Linked DNA regions of Mus musculus: region 2 is linked to region 1. The links are chromatin contacts, called in public Hi-C maps. All regions are on one chromosome and are shown on one strand. The core of a region is the stretch at or near the end of the contact, and the rest is flanking DNA. Distances in the headings are between cores, read along the strand shown.

Evidence for each region. A called contact is a pair of places that touch in the nucleus more often than the background predicts.
Region 2: a contact with region 1 is called in a Hi-C map of the C2C12 cell line, with 9 times the contacts expected there. The contact joins two enhancer-like sites. A contact is called at or near these places in 3 of 484 Hi-C or Micro-C datasets (the C2C12 cell line, embryonic fibroblasts and uterus), 1 of 115 datasets of contacts at active chromatin or transcription factors (acute myeloid leukemia) and 1 of 9 other capture datasets (embryonic stem cells).

The regions. Positions count from the first base shown.
Region 1 is chr14:105,394,978-105,399,640 of GRCm38.p6, reverse strand. No RefSeq gene overlaps it. Among named protein-coding and RNA genes, the nearest start is that of 5430440P10Rik, 30 kb to the left of the region's middle. Within about 2 kb of position 2,015, at least 25 of the 459 cell types and tissues checked have an H3K27ac peak or open chromatin away from gene starts, as enhancers often do. A contact at or near this core is called in the C2C12 cell line, where this site is marked.
Region 2 is chr14:106,161,688-106,166,350 of GRCm38.p6, reverse strand. No RefSeq gene overlaps it. Among named protein-coding and RNA genes, the nearest start is that of Trim52, 58 kb to the right of the region's middle. Within about 2 kb of position 2,085, at least 54 of the 459 cell types and tissues checked have an H3K27ac peak or open chromatin away from gene starts, as enhancers often do. A contact at or near this core is called in the C2C12 cell line, where this site is marked.

The sequences.
Region 1 (4,663 bases), core at 766-3,265:
TGTAAAGCTATTTTTTTTTTTAAAGAAAGTTTTTTAAAATCTGAAACCTGGAGCCATGGCAGAATTTTCAGCCAAGAATTGACATAAGCTGGATCCGGAATCCTTGCATCAAGGTTATGAAGCAGGCTGTAAAGAGGCAGTGGTGGATACAGGGAGACTGCCTAGAGGCAATCACAGTGATTCAAGGAAGAGATCATGGGGGATTGTCAAGGGTTATTCTCTGACTGTGCTTCATTTTCCTATATGGGGGGGGGGGGTTTATGTGGTGTGTAATGTATATGCATATGTGATCGTTTGCATATGTTTGGAGGTATATGTGTGTGCACATGCCTGTGGAAACCTGAAGTTAGCATAAGGAATTTCTCTTGATTATTCTCCATCTTATTCACTGAGGTATGGTCCCTCAAAACCAAAAGTTGTCCATTCAGCCAGCCTAGCTGTCCAGCTCACTCCTAGGATCTGTGACTTTGCTGTAAAGGCACTGGAATTACTAGCAGACCCCTCCCACTCCCCCCCCCCCCCCAGCATTGATGTAAATGCCAGAAAGCTGACCTCTGGTCCTCACTGTTGCTAGCTGTACAACACACTACTTAACTACTGAGCCAACTCCGCAGCCCTGAATATATTTTAGAAAATATAAAAGAATGCCTTATCCAAACTCATGATTGACAGAGCCTTTCAAGGTGGTGGGAAAAGGTGAATCAGAAATCCCATGGAGGATGACTGCCACGACACACGTGGTCGCAACTGTATGAAAGGGACACTCTTCAGGAAAATACGCATCAGTGTGGTGGGGACCTGGGGAAGGTGGCTTTAAAACTCCAGGGCACCATAATAGAGAAACCAGACACATGTGGCTTTTGAAACTTTTTTATCCTAAGTGCTTGTTTGCTAAGAACCAATTACATAATTTGGAAAGTCTGGCGTGATGTTCTTTATCTTGAATCTTACATCAAAACTTCAGGTTCTCTAATAGCAAACCCCTCAAGCTTCAGTGTTTATTTTTGTAATTGACATCATCTACTTTTGCTAGAGCTGAACCAGTGAAAGGACAGAGGAAAAAGAAATTGCAAAACTGAAATTTAAAACGTCAGAATCCACGGGTCACATTAACAGCAGTGTTTGACAGGGTCTGGTTTCTAGCTTCCATCTTTCAGGGGCTTGCTCGAAAACTTTCCAAGATGCAACACCATCATGGGCTGAACTCACTGATATTTGGGCAAACATTGCATTTACTCTCCATTCTGTTAAAATGTCGAGGTGTAAGTGCTCTGACATAATGTGGATTTATGTATTAACACAAAGGTCTCCTGAGACATGTACCCATAATTCTCCACTGGCTAGTGACTGTAAATCAGACTAGAAAGGCAGATCGGGGCCCTCTTTCTCCAACTATCTGTGATTTAATAAAGGAGAAAAACATGATAACTAACAAAGGAAGGCAGACATCACATTTGCCCCCCTCCTCTACACACACACACACACACACACACACACACACACACACATGCTCGCACAGAACCAGCTGACACTTTAATCCTGAATCCTCCACAAATGTCAGAGACTGATACTTTAAGTATTCTAGGAGACTTTTGAAGAATGACAATTTCAAAAATACACTTTAAATTTTTATTAATTTTACTTCAACGAAATGGATTTCATATAAAGGGGTAATGCCTAAGCAGCAATAACTCAGAATTATCATCTTCGAAATAAACATCCCAGGCACAGAAAACTTGCTCTCCGTGTCTAGTCTCCCTCCATAGCCACCCACCCTCCAACTCCCTTAACACTTCTTCCAGCGTTATCTCAGAATGCTGTTCTCTGCTGATGTATCTTCCCCAGGGCCGCTGCACCACTTCTCCTCAGAGTCATGCAGCCCCGGGATCTGGCTCTGCCTTTATTTCTCTTTCACTTTGCCTGCCAATTTCATCTTCAGAGCAGGTCACTATCCTGCTCTGAAACCTTCCATAAGTCCCCATGCCCGCAGACGGAAGCCCACAAGCTTAACATAACTGCCCCCTGGTGGTCATCTACTGACTCACAGAGTTGGAACCCGGATTAAGGTTTCATTCAACATGGAAGACCTTTTTATTTCTAGGGGAAGCCAAGGGTGGGAAAGTGGAAGAAAGTGCGGACAAGTGTTTGCTTTCTTTTCACAGCTACGGTGAAGAATACCAGAGAGCAACACCTTGTGCCTCCAAGAAAGTATTAGTCTCCCTGAGGACTCTTCGGAGTTCCATGTGCAAAGCAATGCTCATCTCCATTGTCTCTACATGCTCATCTCTATTGTCTCTACATTGAGCGCCAACTTGGAATTTTGTGGATGAAACATGACTCAGTGTAATCCGTGATTTACAACATAATTGGTCCCCTGAACTGACTTCCTAAAGACACATGTTGTCAATTAAGACCACATTCTTGGAGCAGAATGTAACATTAAAATAGCAAAAACAATCAGAAAATAAACTTAAAAGCACAGAAAATTTGCTTCCTGCAAACATTGAGAATGTAAAGCAAATATTTAATGTCAATTCTCAGAAGTTCCTTTGGGGGATATTTTTCTTTTCATGGTCTGGACAAGTTAACATGTTTTAAAATGTAAGCATGAAAGGTTTTTAGCATGGAACTACTTTGGTCTAAGTTTTTAATGCTAGAAAATGACAATTACTGTCCTAGTAAAAAAAAATATAATTCCATGTCCATGTATGTCAGAATCAGCAAAGGAATCAGCCTGCGACATTCACCCCTCATGCCCACTATTTGCCACAAAAAAAGTTAAAATTAGAAAAACTAAGGAGTTGAACATTTGGGGAGAGTTTCCCTAGGGGCAACAGGTGTGTGTGATGTCTTCATCCACTCCCATTTTGAAGGCAGGATAGAAAAGCAGAGCTGCGTCTCAGCCTTGAGGCCCAGTATAGAGACTGAGGATAGCACACTCAGAACTTCTCTGTGTCCTCCGAAAACAGAGGAGCGGAGTGGGCTGTTCCTGATTCAGGCCCGAGTAACCTAGAGACAGCATCCAGGTGGGGGAAGCATCAGCACAAACGAACCTGAGAGGCAATATCATTCCTACAGGCAGAACAGGACAGGTGTGTCCTTTTCACACACTCAGCCCGATGCATGGGCAAGCAGTGGAAGACAGGCCACCGTGCGTTCTGTACAGGATAGGGACAAAGAAATGCCCACAAAAAGACGCCGCGGGAGCAAGGGGAGTTCTCAAAATGTTGACTGAGTTCTAGGTGGTCTTCACGCCCAAGGAAGCCAAAGGCCTAAGATCCAAGACACAGAGCAGGACACAGAGATGTTGTCAAAGAGCTCAGAATCTGCGGAGGTGCTGCTATGCTCAAGTCAGAGACATCCAGGAATGGCTCTTCCCTCCTTACTCTCCTTCCTGGCTTCACTGATCAGAGGAGAGTTGCAGAGGGGTAAGGGGTCTAAATAGAGACAATGCTATTTCCTTTACCACGGGTACTTAATAGACATGTTCCTGAAATCAGATGGTTAGTGGTGAATGCTGACTACTAAGAGTTGTTTGTCTTTTGTTTTCTGTTTAAATCAAGAGTCTACATTTCATTTTAAACCAAGAGAATAACTATTATTCTCATTGGATGCTAAGGCCAGTTGTCTTATCTTTTGCTGTCGACATTCTTGAGGAGTAAACACTGGTACCAGGATAGACATAGTATGTGATTTAGGAAAATACATTTCCAAATCTACGCTCTTCCACTTCAATAAGATCTATGTATTTTAGGAATAAAGACTTTTATAATTGTTTGTGGGACCATCATTAAAGTTTCTTATAATGTACCACTTATGTACCATGAGTTTAAGAAAAAAAAAAAAACCAAAACGCTACTCAATTGAAAAAAATCTTTGTATATCTCAAGTATGCAAGTTTCAGGTAATAACTTCAACATCCAGAAGCTTATGAAATTATTTTTCCACTGTTTTGGATAATAGAGTTTTTCACTGCATATGTCTGAACATGCAAGAACAAAATCTGGTAGATTATTCTGTATCTTAAGAAATTTCTCTGAGTCTAGAAATATATAAACTTTGGAGATTGGATCACTAGTGTTTTAAACCTCAGATGAGAATAAAATGGGTTTTGTCTTAATAGCCTTAAATTTTTATTTATTTATTTATTTATTTATGAGAGAGAGAGAGAGAGAGAGGTGCACAGATCCCCTTGGAGGTCAGAAGAGGATCTCCAGGAGTTGGAGGCTCAGGTCGTTGTGAGATGACCAATGTGGGCTCTAGGGACTGAGCTCTGGTCCTCTGGAAGAACAGTCAGTGAGTGATCTTAGCCACTGAGCCTTCACACCAGCCCTTAGCAGCCTTTTAGTAAACGTTAATATGAGCTATGGCAGACTGTAAATCTCTGTAGCTCAGCTGTAGGAAACCTCAAGGACAACGTGCCTTGCCTGCAAGGGATTCCTGCTGCGACATCTACAAGAGAATCTGTCAGCACTCCCGTTGCTCTAACTGAACCATGCTAGTTAGCATGAATGAATGAAGGACCTGAAGAAGGAATGAAGGACTGAGTGAAGGAACATTAAGATGGGAGGATGCACTGTAAAGATAATCATGCATAGGATCTGCCATCCATCCCACTTATGCGTGAAACAAAAAATTAGTTTTCTTCTCTGAGCATCTTAAA
Region 2 (4,663 bases), core at 836-3,335, 770 kb before region 1:
TTTGGTCTGACACCCGTTCCTAATGCACTCTTGTGTTCAGATGATCAGCATCTTTTTAACCATGCTGCTTGCAAGTTCCTAATGAGTTATTCTGCTTTGTAACATAGTGATTATGTACAATATAGATGTATGCACATATCTACAGTGCATGTATCTTATAGGTACATATGCATTCTCCTCAGTCAATGGCAAGTTTCCCCTTATACTCCATATCCCCCTTTGCCTCCTTCCATTTCAACACCTCACATATTTCCCTGAAGGCAATATGAAATCTTGCCCATTATTAATCTTGGCCATGATTAGTTGCTGAAACTAAAACATGGTGGCAGCAGAAAGTCATTAGCTAGTCCAAGTTTTGGCCTAAGATCAACAGTGCTGGTTATAATCTACATCTTGGTAATGACCTGGATTTTGTTAAGAATGAGAAGAGCCAAAAATCAACTAGAGTGGCTATAAACAAAAGTTTGAGATGTGATTGATGCAAAATTCCCTTTCCACTCTAACCCCATGCCTATTTAGAAATCACATGCTGCCCAAGGCTATGGGTAGTAAGTCAGATTTAATACAGAGCCCACTTCCAATTGGTAATGCTCTGTTTATAAAGCAAAAGAGTGCAATGAAAAGAATGTTAAACGAGAGGTCAGGAAATTTGTAGCCCTTCCCAGGTATTTCAAGTTCACATGCTTTTCCTGAAAATTACCATACACAAATGCACATATGCAGGGAAGAAGATGATGCAAGTCACTCCCTTTGGCCTGAAGGAGCTGACACCCTGTTAGGAGAAACTGGAGTAGCTACTGTTAACCTCCCCAGTTTCCAACATGGAAAAGAAAATTATTAACTATCTCATACACTTCGTAGGTGAAACTGTAATATCCGTGCGGGAAGAGGGACCTAGCCTAGAGAAAATACATCCTACAATGACATTCCACTGGATGGCAATATCTGCGTCCACAGTTTTTGTCACCAAATGCTATTTGAGTGACTACACTGAAAATGGATCAATAGTTGATGCTGATTTTATTTTTCTACAAATTATTTCTTGGTTGCAAAGATTTTTAACAATAATTTTATTTCCATGAAACTTACTAGACACATATACTACATACATAAGGAGAGAAGAAAGGATAATACAAAAGCCATAAATAAGAAATATTTACCAAAAAGCCATGCTTGCTTCAGAATACTTGTCAACTGCCATCAGATGAAAATAAAATTTGAAAAAAATTAGACTGCTTGAGGCATGAAGAAGAGATGGGAAAAGAAAGGGATTCATTAGAATTATAATTTTTCTTTTTATCCTTTCCCCTGAAACTTCTAATGAGAAGGTTACATTGATAGCTAATCCTTCTATAAAGTTAGCTGAAGAGATTTCTAAAATTTCTGAGCCAAAAATATCTGTCATTCATCTACTACAGGATGCATTCATGACACTACTGTTCACACAGCCTTTGGGACAGAGACAAAGAAGAAATTTTGTACTTATTGTTCTATCTGATCTACAATGCATTGATATCGAAGTATGTGTAATATCAGCCACACAATCTCAGCAATAAGCTAAATAGAAGTGGGTCAGAAGTTGTCTTAGTCAGAGTTTCTATTCCTGCACAAACATCATGACCAAGAAGCAAGTTGGGGAGGAAAGGGTTTATTCGGCTTACACTTCCATGCTGCTGTTCATCACCAAGGGAAGTCAGGACTGGAACTCAAACAGGTCAGAAAGCAGGAGCTGATGCAGAGGCCATGGAGGGATGTTACTTACCAGCTTGACTGCTTCCCCTGGCTTGCTCAGCTTGCTCTCTTATAGAACCAAGACTACCAGCCCAGAGATGGCACCACCCACAAGGGGCCTTTCCCCCTTGATCACTAATTGAGAAAATGCCTTACAGCTGGATCTCATGGAGGCATTTCCCCAACTGAAGCTCCTTTCTCTGTGATAACTCCAGCTGTGTCAAGTTGACACAAAACCAGCCAGTACAGCAGTATACAATGACAGCTGGAGACAGGAAGTGTACACTGACAGCTGGAGACAGGAAGTATATACTGACAGACAGCTGGAGACAGGAAGTGTACACTGACAGACAGCTGGAGACAGGAAGTGTACACTGACAGACAGCTGGAGACAGGAAGTGTACACTGACAGACAACTGGAGACAGGAAGTGTACACTGACAGCTGGAGACAGAAAGTGTACACTGACAGCTGGAGACAGGAAGTGGACACTGACAGACAGCTGGAGACAGAAAGTGTACACTGACAGACAGCTGGAGACAGGAAGTGGACACTGACAGCTAGAGACAGGAAGTGTACACTGACAGACAGCTGGAGACAGGAAGTGGACACTGACAGCTGGAGACAGGAAGTGGACACTGACAGACAGCTGGAGACAGGAAGTGGACACTGACAGCTGGAGACAGGAAGTGGACACTGACAGACAGCTGGAGACAGGAAGTGGACACTGACAGCTGGAGACAGGAAGTGGACACTGACAGCTGGAGACAGGAAGTGGACACTGACAGACAGCTGGAGACAGGAAGTGGACACTGACAGCTGGAGACAGGAAGTGGACACTGACAGCTGGAGACAGGAAGTGGACACTGACAGACAGCTGGAGACAGGAAGTGGACACTGACAGCTGGAGACAGGAAGTGGACACTGACAGCTGGAGACAGGAAGGGAAAATTTGGATGTGGTTACTTCATAAGGAAAATAAAGCAGCAAGGAGCGCCATGATGACACAGACTCTACTATAAAGAACCAGCATAAATGAGAAAGTATGAACAAATGGAGATAAGGTAATCTGTCAGGATACTACTATTTCATAAAATTTCTTGCTTAACTGCCTAGTTTGAAGGAAAGACCCCTGCTACTTCCTGGTAATTTCAGAAGGGTCAGGCAGGAGTCCTGCCATATAGGGTTACATAGCAAGACAGTGACTCAAAACATCCCTCCAAGAAGCCCTTCAACTATGGCAGTTGTTCTCAGCCTTCCTAATGTTGCAATCTTTTAATACAGTTCCTCATGTTGTGGTGATTCCCAACCATAAAATTATTTTTGTTACTACATCATAACTGTAAGTTTGCAGTTATGAATCATAATGTAGTAAGGAGAGAAGAAAAGATAATACAAAAGCCACAAATAAGTTCCTTTACCAAAAGCCAAGTTCACATCAGAACACTTGTTAACAGACATTAGATGAAAGTAAAATTGGAGAAAATTAGGCTACTTGAGGGGCAAAAAATGAGACAAGCAAAAAAAAAGGGGGGGGGGATTCGTTAAAATTACAGTTTTTCCTACCCATAGGTTGAGAAACCACTGATCTACAGAATTGCTTGAGAATATTACAGTCCCATTTAGCAATTTATTCTGCATGGACTAACTGCATAATCAATTGATTGATTTATCACATTTGATTGAAGAACCTTCGAGATATTGAGCTACCTGCCTAACTATGGCTAGTATATAGTAGACATACAGACTACTAAACAGGCAAATGGAAGGAGTAAATAAGATAGAGAAATAACATCCTGTGAGCTGAGAAATATGTAGAGTTGGGGCATAGATGAACAAGAGAAAGACAGTAAGGCTTCCAGCAAGCAGTCATATATAAGTTAAGCTCTGGCATGTAAAAGTTAATGAAGAGAGCTAAAATTTCTTGGGGGAAAAATATTTAAGATTTGAGAGCAAGAACAAGAGAAATAAAGCCACTGGTAAAGGTGGCTTTTTCTGGCTAGAGTTCAGAATTCCAGTTTTCACGTATTCAGAAAGGAAGCAAAACTAGACAGCAGGCTCCAGATCAAGAGCCTTGTGAGTCATGCCAAAGGAGTTTGGAAGCTAAAGAGCACCGGGGAGCCAGTAAAGGATTGTAAGCTGATTAGTGACAAAACAGGAATTGGAGAGTGATTCTGCTGGTAGGGATGAAGAGGCTGAAGGAGTTATGCAGCTGAATTAACATGGAATAAAAGCACAATGAATATTGCTACAAATAGCATAAGCAAATGGAAACATGATACAAACGAAAGCAATCCATCTTAAAGGGGGTGTGTGATACATGAAACCAGGCTAAATAAATAAATAGGACACAGATGATAGGTGTTACAAGCAATAGGAAAGACCTCACACACACACAATGAGCTTTGGCTAAAGAGAAGGCTGGAATGACAACAGAGAAAAGAGAAGGGTACCTTTACACATGCTAGAGAAATGCTTTCTTATATGTGTAGAAAGAAACAAGACAGGTCAGAAATAATGCCAATGGAAAATACACGTTGTCATAAATTTTTCTCTAGTAATTAAATTTTTCTCCAGTAACTAGCTTTCTATATAAAAATTTAAAAAGTATTTTTAATTCCCAGTAATTAAGTCATTGATTACAAGAAAAAAAGGCTAGAATGAATTTGACAAAGCTAGCAGTGCTTTTAGTTTCTGCACTCTGAAAAGAAAATGAATTAGACTAGCCAAGAAGAATTGTTGGACAACTAGGATCTACTCAAAAGGATGGAACCCGAAAATACCACCTTTCTGAGGCATCTACAGGGAAAGTATAAAAATTTGGGATAGTCACTATATCATAGACTCCATTTGAACATGGTAACTCCTGAAGATTACTTTGACAGTGGGTAAGAATGAGCAGAGCTGCCTGGAATAAACATGGGGGAAAGAGC